2 separate regions of the Zea mays genome follow, and region 1 is linked to region 2. Evidence: chromatin contacts called from public Hi-C data. All regions are on one chromosome and are shown on one strand. The core of a region is the stretch at or near the end of the contact, and the rest is flanking DNA. Distances in the headings are between cores, read along the strand shown. Region 1 holds the start of LOC100282390. Region 2 holds the start of LOC100272682.

Region 1 (4,585 bases), core at 633-3,132, 170 kb after region 2:
GTGATATAATAATATGGCTCTATAAATAAGACGTGTGTTGCCAAGCCAACCATCTCTTCTAGTGTTTTCATTTCGGTCTTTAGGTGTTAGTTTTCTAAGGAGGTGTTTGAATGCACTAGAACTAATAGTTAGTTGGCTAAAAATGCTAAGGAAATTAACTAGCTATCAAATAGCTAGCTAACTATTAGATAATTTGCTAAAAGTAGCTAATAGTGATGTATTCAGCTAATTTTAGCAGCTAACTATTAGCTCTAGTGCATTCAAACATCTTCTAAGTTTAGCAAGAGTCTTGTACTGAGATATCCACACATGAGAGATTGAGCCATTTGTTTGTGTTCAAGACCAGATCTTATTTAAGTTGATATTATGACAACAAAACCAGCCTTTCCTTTCAATCGTAAGATCTCGTGCTTTGAATCGATTTGGGTTTTCTCCTCTCGGTCACCCTCTCTTTGTTGTTTTGTTGCATCTTTTTATTTTTTGAGGATTGGAGATTGTTTGGGTTGGATCAACTCGTGCTAAGCACATCTGAGGAACATCTCTACCAAACTGTTTTTGGCAGATTCCTCACAAAGCACGCGAAATTTGATCTTTTGAGTATTTGGAGAAGACCACGTTTTCGGAGATTGGTTTTGAGATCACGGTTGTTTAAGTGAGTTTTAGGGTGTTGATGCTTTAAGGATATCCTCTCAGCATCCTAGAAACTTCTTTGTAAAATTTAAACTCAACCAAAGTAGATTTGAATCGGATATGAAATTTTGAAGAAAACTCTTGCAGTCTGATTTTATACCGGATCTATCCGGTGTACAAATCATGCATGTCGGGTATTTTCAACTATTGAATTTTGTGGAGATTTTTTAAAGCTTCCTTTAGAATTTATTTTTTTCTACGATGATACACATTGTTCAAGTCATACCATACCTGTCCGGTATGCTATCAAACCTATCTGATTTGAACTGAGTTTTGGGTTTTTCATTGGTTCTTGCTTGTTTAGTGTCCAAATCTTCGTTGTGTTCTCATGCTTTGGATTCTAGCCATCTGTGAAATTCGTTTACTGCCTTCAGAGTTTTTATCGGGAGGACAAGTGCGTCATCCATGGCATGATGCCAAATATGCTGAAACTGAACCATAAGCGACATCCTAAGCCGAACATAACTGGAACGAAATTTACTAGGATTACGTTCAGAAGACTATGCGCACCCTCACCGTTTCGTATACTCCTTGCTAGTCTGATTCAAACTTGTTTCTTGTCTTACACATACGTAGAGGTGGTAATAGATCACGATCTAAATGCTTCTTCACAGAATGGTAGGGTCCTAAATAATTTGTAGTTCAAAAATGAATAGAAATAGAGCTACTTGATCTGCTTTTGTTCACAGATTATTATCACCCCTAATCCAATCCTTAAATCTTATAGTGTAAAATTTAGAGCTCGTTATCACCCCTACTCACACGTGACACCGTCCACGATCTTTGATCACAGATTATTATTATCATATCATCAGCTACTTGATCTGCTTTTGTTCATGCCGAAACTTCAAGTCAGCGTTCACACTACCTTTCCGTTTTCTTATGTCATCAAGCATTTAAGCCCCCTGTTTTAGTAAGTCAACCGCGAAAAGGAAGAAACAAGACCCGTTCAAGCAACCACTCTTTCAGATCTCGCGGAAGACAGCTAACCCTGTGTGCTATTTCGCAGAAACTACCGGATGCAACAACCACCTGGAGATAGGCAGCTCAGGGAAACCTGCAAGGCTACAATTACCTGTACTTTGGCTGGCATGCACTGGGAGACTCTACTTCTAAGGACCTCCATGGATTCACCCCCCCCCCCCCCCCCCCCCCCCTATATAACCAACAACCTCTCTCTCCATCGCTCATCAACCACAATCTCACTCATAAATCTTGCCAACCATTGCCAGATCTTTAATCTTCACCATGATCTCCCGGGGCAATTCTAGTACGAGCTCAGACAACGGCTCCTCCATGCAGTTGTAGGACTTCCTGCCAATGATGGTGAGGAAGGTAGGGGTGGAGGGGCTGATTCAGGAGCTATGCAAAGGGTTCCAGCTGCTCATGGAGCCTAGGACAGGCAAGATCACCTGCCAGAGCCTGAAGCAGAATGCGGCCAGGTTCGGGCTTGGAGAACTCCATGGTGATGAGCTCCCGGAGATGATCAGGGAAGGGGATCTTGACGGGGATGGGGCGCTGGATCAGATGGAGTTCTGCATTCTCATGGTCAGATTGAGCCCTAAGCTGATGGAAGAAGAGGCACACATGATGTTTCAATATTGATGTAACTTGATCCTTGTTGCTTAGTACAACAGAACAGTGATCTTTAATGTCAATTTGGTCCAGCTCCAATGTGATATTGAATTCAGAAACACTAATGTAGTCTGACAAACTTACTCATATTATGATACTAACAAAAGGTGTGGCGCAGTGGTGAAAAGGCTTCCCACTGGACCAAAGATCCTAGGTTTTGACGCAACCTCTCTGCAAAATAATACAGGGGTAGAGCTTGACTTAGTTATCCTTCCCTAAACCCCACTCATGTGGGAGCCACCCGCATTGGGTCTGTCCTTTTTAACAGAAGGTGAAAATTATACAACAAAGTACCATGAGCACTTGACTACTTGAGGTCTCTAGGGCATCTCAAAGCAAAGGATATATGTCTGATGTTTACTTTGTCCTGTTATCAGCGAATGAAATTATTTATCCCAAACAGTGTGCAAATGTCCAGAAGAAAATCTTGTGAATAACCATATTACAGGAGGGTTGTCTCATACTCTCATTCATACTGTACCTCAAGTGCACTGCTCTCCATCCAACCTAGTTGTGTGGCATTTCCTGTACTATTATGAAAGTTGTACTGGAGTACCACAGAGCTCACCAATCTCCTTCTCAAGAAGTTGCACAAGATTCGATCCAGTTCGCTTGTATATCCAACCATTAGTTGCTGCATCCCAGTCAAACCTAGAAGGCCCACTGCATGCATATCCAGATAGCATTTTTTTATATATAAGATATATAAGAATAAAGAGCTTTTGGTTGGAAATGAAGTATAGACGATTCAATGAAGAGCTTTTGGTTGCTGTACAAGATATCCAACAGTGGGTCTATTTGATTGGAAATGAAGTATAGATAAATTTCAGAACCACATCATAAGACGCATAGCCTACTGGATAAACCAAACGACATATCACAAATGGCCGCTCTCTTCTATCCAGAAAATGCCTTTTTTCCTTCCCAAAAAAGGAAGACATGTAATCATTAGCCATTACACAGTGATAGGTTCCTGAAACTATATGCCTATCTAACTCAGAGGTCCAATACATAAAATGAAACAAACAACAACTGAGATACTAAGATGGTAGTATTACCTTACAGGTGAAGAAAGCCAGATTTGTCTGTTTGGTGATTGCTTGTTCACAACATATGTCCCCAAATCCCCAAGCCTCAATGTCAAAACCTGGTTCTAGAATGTCAAGGAAAAGAGAAGGATGCATCAATAATTGAATACACGAAAACAAAAACACATAATAGTAAGAATCACATGATTCTCCATGGCATGTTGCAACTAACCCCATAGTCTATGTCGAAACCATCCATCTGAATGGAGTCACCATATTCCTAAAATAGAGACATGAAGAATTGTATCGGTCAAAGGTACAATGGCTTAACATCTTCGACGAGAGCTTTTGCTCAAGTGCTGAGATTTGAAGGCCATATCACCACCTCAAGTGTTTCAAGCAAATCATGAATTGTCTCATCTGCTAATTTGTGAAATTCATCCTCTTGCATTATCGACCTATTCAATGTACATAATCATATAATCAACAGCTAACCCATGCGAAAAAAAGCTATGTAGCAAATCTCACGTAACCAAACTAGAGCAATTATAAAGTAAAAACAGTTAACATACTCACGATCAGATTTTATTTTAAATTACTGTGATAAACTTATATCAGTAAGCCCAGCTTTCCACATTTCAGACTGTTGATTCGATTCAAGCAACTCTTACCTCTCCTGAACAACCTTTTGTCCATTGTCACTATATTGGAAAATTACATAGCATTTTGAGTGTCTGGTTTAGGGCTACCGATTGACACAGGTGGAGGCAAAAAAAATTCCAACAAAAATTGCTCTATCAAGCATCCAACGATCTTACATGTATGATGTATCCAGTTTCGCCATTGGACCCATTCGCACTTGAAAGCTTTCCAAACTACCCAGAGTGCATAAATAAATGGAATAACGTGCTGAGACTGCGAGGTCGAGAAACAAACTTGTGGTCCACCACAGATGGGCCGGGCGCGTCACTGAAGGCGGACAGTTTCGAGAGGCGCGTTGACGAGATGGTCCTCAAAGAGAACAGAAGAGCCGCTGGAGACCCGCCCGACGGCAGCGTCGTGGCAGCGGCGGCCGCGAGAGAGCGAGAGGTGGTAGCTACAGGGAGATCGGCGGCCCAGAAGAGTTGCCGAGTGCGAGACCGGAGCCGCCTCTCGAAGGTTACGCCTAGGAGAACCTTACGCGACGGCGACGCCATGGCCAGCGCCGACGCCCGTGTGTGTGCCTAGGAGGC
Region 2 (4,485 bases), core at 554-3,053:
TCTTGCACTCCCCGTCCATAAGCCACTGTGAATGAGTTGCCCCTCCCATCTAAAACGATCAGATTGCTACTGTTATCAAACTTAAGTATGCCAGAAGTATCTTGTAATGGATCGTTCCTGTTGGCAACCCATACAACTCTTCTTTCTGAAACATCGTTGTGCCATATACCAACATATCGCTTGCTCGAAGCTCCAGGGCTAAAGAAACCGAGCACGAAAATTCTGCTCATGGACACTAGTGTCTGCCCATCTAAAATTGATTGGTTCTGAAAAATACTGCCTAATCTTTCTGTGGGAGCTGACAAGCATCTTGATGCTATTACAGACAGGATCAACAAATTAACAAGGGTGCACTCTCTGCAGAAACTTATTTTCCCAAACATGGCTATCTGCTTTACTCCGATTACCAAACTAGGCTAATCAAATCAAAGCAGCAAGAGAGAAATGCACTGACATAATCATGAGGAAAGGGATTGAATTTCTCCGTACCTCTCTGAATTCTCCCAAATAAGTGAAATGTACCTCTCTGAATTCTCCCAGATAAGTGAAATGGTTCCTGCAATCGCTGCGTTGGGGGTGGGGAGAGAGAATGCGTGGTGGGGAGTGCCAGCGGGTAAAACTTTTGGGATGAACATTCAGAGTTATGAGTTTTAGAAGTTCCATGATAGAACTATGAGGTCAATTTTCTAGTCGTCGGTCAACATTGGCGTCTCTAATGGATACTAAACTCTAAGCACTGATTGGCAACCAGCTCGTCCACTTGAGAATGATAGTTTGACAGGGAACTGACTATCTCTCAGTTATTGCAATCATACTCCACTTTTTCTATCTGCTTGACTTTGACCAGATAATAATCAACACTAAAAACGCTTAAAGAGAAAGAAGTGTAGAGGGGATCAAAACATCTAACGGACACCATGCAAGTCTAGATTCCAGGCAAACAAATTGAGTATGTTACATAGATTTTATAAGGGGGTGTTTGGTTTCTAGGGACTAATGTTTAGTCCCTTCATTTTATTCCTTTTTAGTGTATAAATCGCTAAATATAGAAACTAAAATAAAATTTTAGTTTCTATATTTGGTAATTTTGGAACTAAAATGGAATAAAATCTAGGGACTAAACATTAGTCCCTAGAAACCAAACACCCCCTAAGAACAAAAGTAGCGGTGTTTTTTTATTAATTCCTGCTATGTGAAAGGATGCATGTGGTAGCAATTATTAAGTCTAGTAGTCAACTACCTGCTGCTGCTGCTACGTCCAACGACGTGTTCGTTGAAATGTCCAAATCATGTTGCTTGTGACATGTGTCTGAATGGAATTCCAGCTTCTAGCCTTTTGGAAGCAGATATATCGCTTATTCGCTTCTTCCTCTTCCGCGGGCATAGCGGCTCCTTATTTGCACGATCCGTCATCTTCTTCCTTGGATCCCCATCCCCGTTCAAGTTTCAATTTCAGTAACGTCATAGATGAGCTACAACCGGGAAGTACAAAAAAAAAAATTGGTACTCTGATTGCAGTAACGGTATAAACGCGGATAGAATGCCATACCAACATTTTTTTAATTGCAAAAATCCAGTTTAAAGTAAACTCGAATCGTCTAACAAAGTTGTAATATAGTACTAACTTCACTAGAACGCATCTTGAAACCCTCGCAAAAAGAAATCACGAGAGAAGACTTCTACCTCGGCTCCGTGAAGGCAACCTGGTCAGTGGTCATGACGAATTATTGACGGGAGTGGAATGGATATCTCAGTCGCTGCCTCTAGGCCCGCTGCGCACAGGCGACTAGGGCGAAGACCCTCGTCCTCTGTTCGCAGCGAAAGTCTAGCTAGGCAACATCCGTGTCCATCCGACCATCCGTGTCATAAGACCGTCACCAACTATGCGCCAGGGTTAGTCGGAGGATCGGATACGCATTCCATACTTATTTCATATCTTCTCTTCGCATTCAGATTGAGTACCAACATTATCGAATTGTATCGGATAAAATTTAAATATGTATTGTAATCGACTTAGACGGTACAGATATATCAAATACAAATAAAGATAGTAAATATCGAACATAGACGGATAATATTTATATTATTTATGTCCCTAGTGTCAATAAAATTGTGTTTAACGGTTTACTCATATAGCTACTTAAAATATTGTTTCATATTGTTTTATTTTGAGTTTAATAGTTTACTCATATAGCTACTTAAAATAGTGTTTCATATTGTTTTGTTTTGTAGACTGCAATGTTTGTAGAATAATATTTGAATATGATGAAAAAGATGGATAAGTTAGTGGGGATAGTCTAATACCATAGCCTACTTATCCTATCAATACCATGTTTGAAATAACTTCGTGAATTCAAAAAAGTAAATTCAAGTATATATAGATCTATGATTTATTTCAGTCTACTGTAGAAATAGCTCCACTAGTGGATAGTGTTAAGATTTATTACATTATGTAGACAATTCTATCTTCATCTCCATCTAATTTTTATATAGGTTCTATGGTCAGCTCTTCATTTTATCTTTCTTTCCTCTTAGCTTCCTTCTTTTCGTGCTTTTCTCCTTTTCGAGCGACCAACGGGCCAGCCAGGACAGGTGTGGGGTTAGCCAAGTGTCACAACCCTAGGCCGAAGGAGCGCTTGCCTCCTCGACGTGAGCCGCAAATCAGATGAACTTCGATGAGATCAGAACGAGCTACGAACAGCAGGTAAGTTCCAGGTGAGTTCGAGTTGGGATTTCTGTTAATTCTAGCATAGATTCTTCTCCAAGTAAAGGTAGGGTATTTATACCTATTAGGGCTAGTTTGGCAACCTTATTTTTATGGGATTTTCAATTTTCCAAAGAAAAATGAACTAATTTTTCATAGGAAAATGAAAAACTCTTGATAAATTGGGGTTCCCAAATCAGCCCTTACAATAGCTTACCGTTAGGAATGGCAACAAGTTGCATGCCCACGGGTAAAAATCTATAGGATACGGGTTTGGGTGTAAATTTATATTTGTGGGTACGGAGACGAGTTTGATTATCAACCAACGTGTATTTTTCTCACGAGTATGAAAAGGTTGTGCCCATAGCCACGAACTCGCGTACCCGCATAGGATATATGTGTATTTATATGTTTATGTTTATATATGGATATTTATATATAGTTTATATATTAAAAGCTCTGAACTTCCAATAACTAGAGGAAGCTCAGGTCGGACGGTGTAATCCGGTTGTCGGCGTTTCGAGACCGGGGGTCCCCGAGCCGACGAGTGAGTGTGCCGCGTGCCCCAGCCCAGATGGGTCGAGCGCGTGGGCGAGCGCGAAGGGGGGAGAAGCGAGGTGGCCGGAGACGGGCGTGAGAGAGGTGGAGATCCCGCGGCCTTCGTGTTCGTCCCGCGCCCAGGTCGGGTGCGCTTGCAGTAGGGGGGTTACAAGCGTCCACGCGGGTGAGGGAAGCGAGCGACCCTAAGGGTTGATTTGGTGACAAGGGGATCCCGGGAGGATCGGAGGGGATTGAGGGGGAAATGAACTAATTTCCCCCTCAATCCCCTTAGATCCTCCCGGGATCCCGGGTCACCAAATCAACCTTAAGAGAGCGCCTGTCCCGTCCTCGTCCCGCGCGGCCAACCTTCTCTAAGAAGGCCCTGGTCCTCCCTTTTATAGGCGTAAGGAGAGGATCCAGGTGTACAATGGGGGTGTAGCAGAGTGCTACGTGTCTAGCGGAGGGAGAGCTAGCGTCTTAAGTACATGCCAATGTGGCAGCCGGAGAGATCTTGGCACCCTGCTGGCGTGATGTCGTGGCTGTCGGAGGAGCAACGGAGCCTGGCGGAGGGACAGCTGTCGGAGCGGTCGAGTCCTTGCTGACGTCCACCTGCTTCCGTAAGAGAGCTGAGAGCCGCCGTCGTCACAGAGCTTGTGGGGCGCCATCATTGCCCATCTGGCGGAGCTAGCCAGATGGGACACCGGTCTAGTTCTCCATGACCCGAGTCGGCTCGGGGTAGGATGATGATGGCGCTTCCTGTTGACGTGGCGGGCCTGTGCCCTAGGTCGGGCGACGTGGGGGCTCCTCCGAAGCCGGGGTCGAGTCTGTCTTCCGTGGCCGAGGCCGAGCCCGAGCCCCCGGGTCGGGCGAGGCGGAGATCGTTCGGCAGAGGCCCGGGCGGAGTCCGAGCCCTGGGGTCGGGCGAAGCGGAGTTCGTCGTCTTCCGGGTCTTAGCCCGAGTCCGAGCCCTGGGGTCGGGCGAAGCGGAGTTCGTCGTCTTCCGGGTCTTAGCCCGAGTCCGAGCCCTGGGGTCGGGCGGAGCGGAGTTCGCCGTCTTCCGGGTCTTAGCCCGAGTCCGAGCCCTGGGGTCGGGCGGAGCGGAGTTCGTCGTCTTCCGGGTCTTAGCCCGAGTCCGAGCCCTGGGGTCGGGCGGAGCGGAGTTCGCCGTCTTCCGGGTCTTAGCCCGAGTCCGAGCCCTGGGGTCGGGCGGAGCGGAGCTTCCTATGGCACCTTTGGCAAGG

What was found. A called contact is a pair of places that touch in the nucleus more often than the background predicts.
Region 1: a contact with region 2 is called in a Hi-C map of leaf, with 5 times the contacts expected there. The contact joins the promoter of LOC100282390 here to the promoter of LOC100272682 in region 2. A contact is called at or near these places in 7 of 25 Hi-C or Micro-C datasets (ear, endosperm, leaf and 1 more).

The regions. Positions count from the first base shown.
Region 1 is chr3:195,813,716-195,818,300 of Zm-B73-REFERENCE-NAM-5.0, forward strand. It overlaps LOC100282390, which reads left to right and starts at 1,883. Exons shown (of 1, transcript NM_001155301.2): 1 at 1,883-2,380. The coding sequence starts at 2,011. The coding sequence ends at 2,295. It overlaps LOC100284365 (frataxin), which reads right to left. Exons shown (of 5, transcript NM_001157260.2): 1 at 4,290-4,585; 2 at 3,739-3,811; 3 at 3,586-3,633; 4 at 3,384-3,478; 5 at 2,670-2,988. The coding sequence starts at 4,549. The coding sequence ends at 2,859.
Region 2 is chr3:195,647,100-195,651,584 of Zm-B73-REFERENCE-NAM-5.0, forward strand. It overlaps LOC100272682, which reads right to left and starts at 1,804. Exons shown (of 7, transcript NM_001147138.1): 1 at 1,684-1,804; 2 at 1,241-1,472.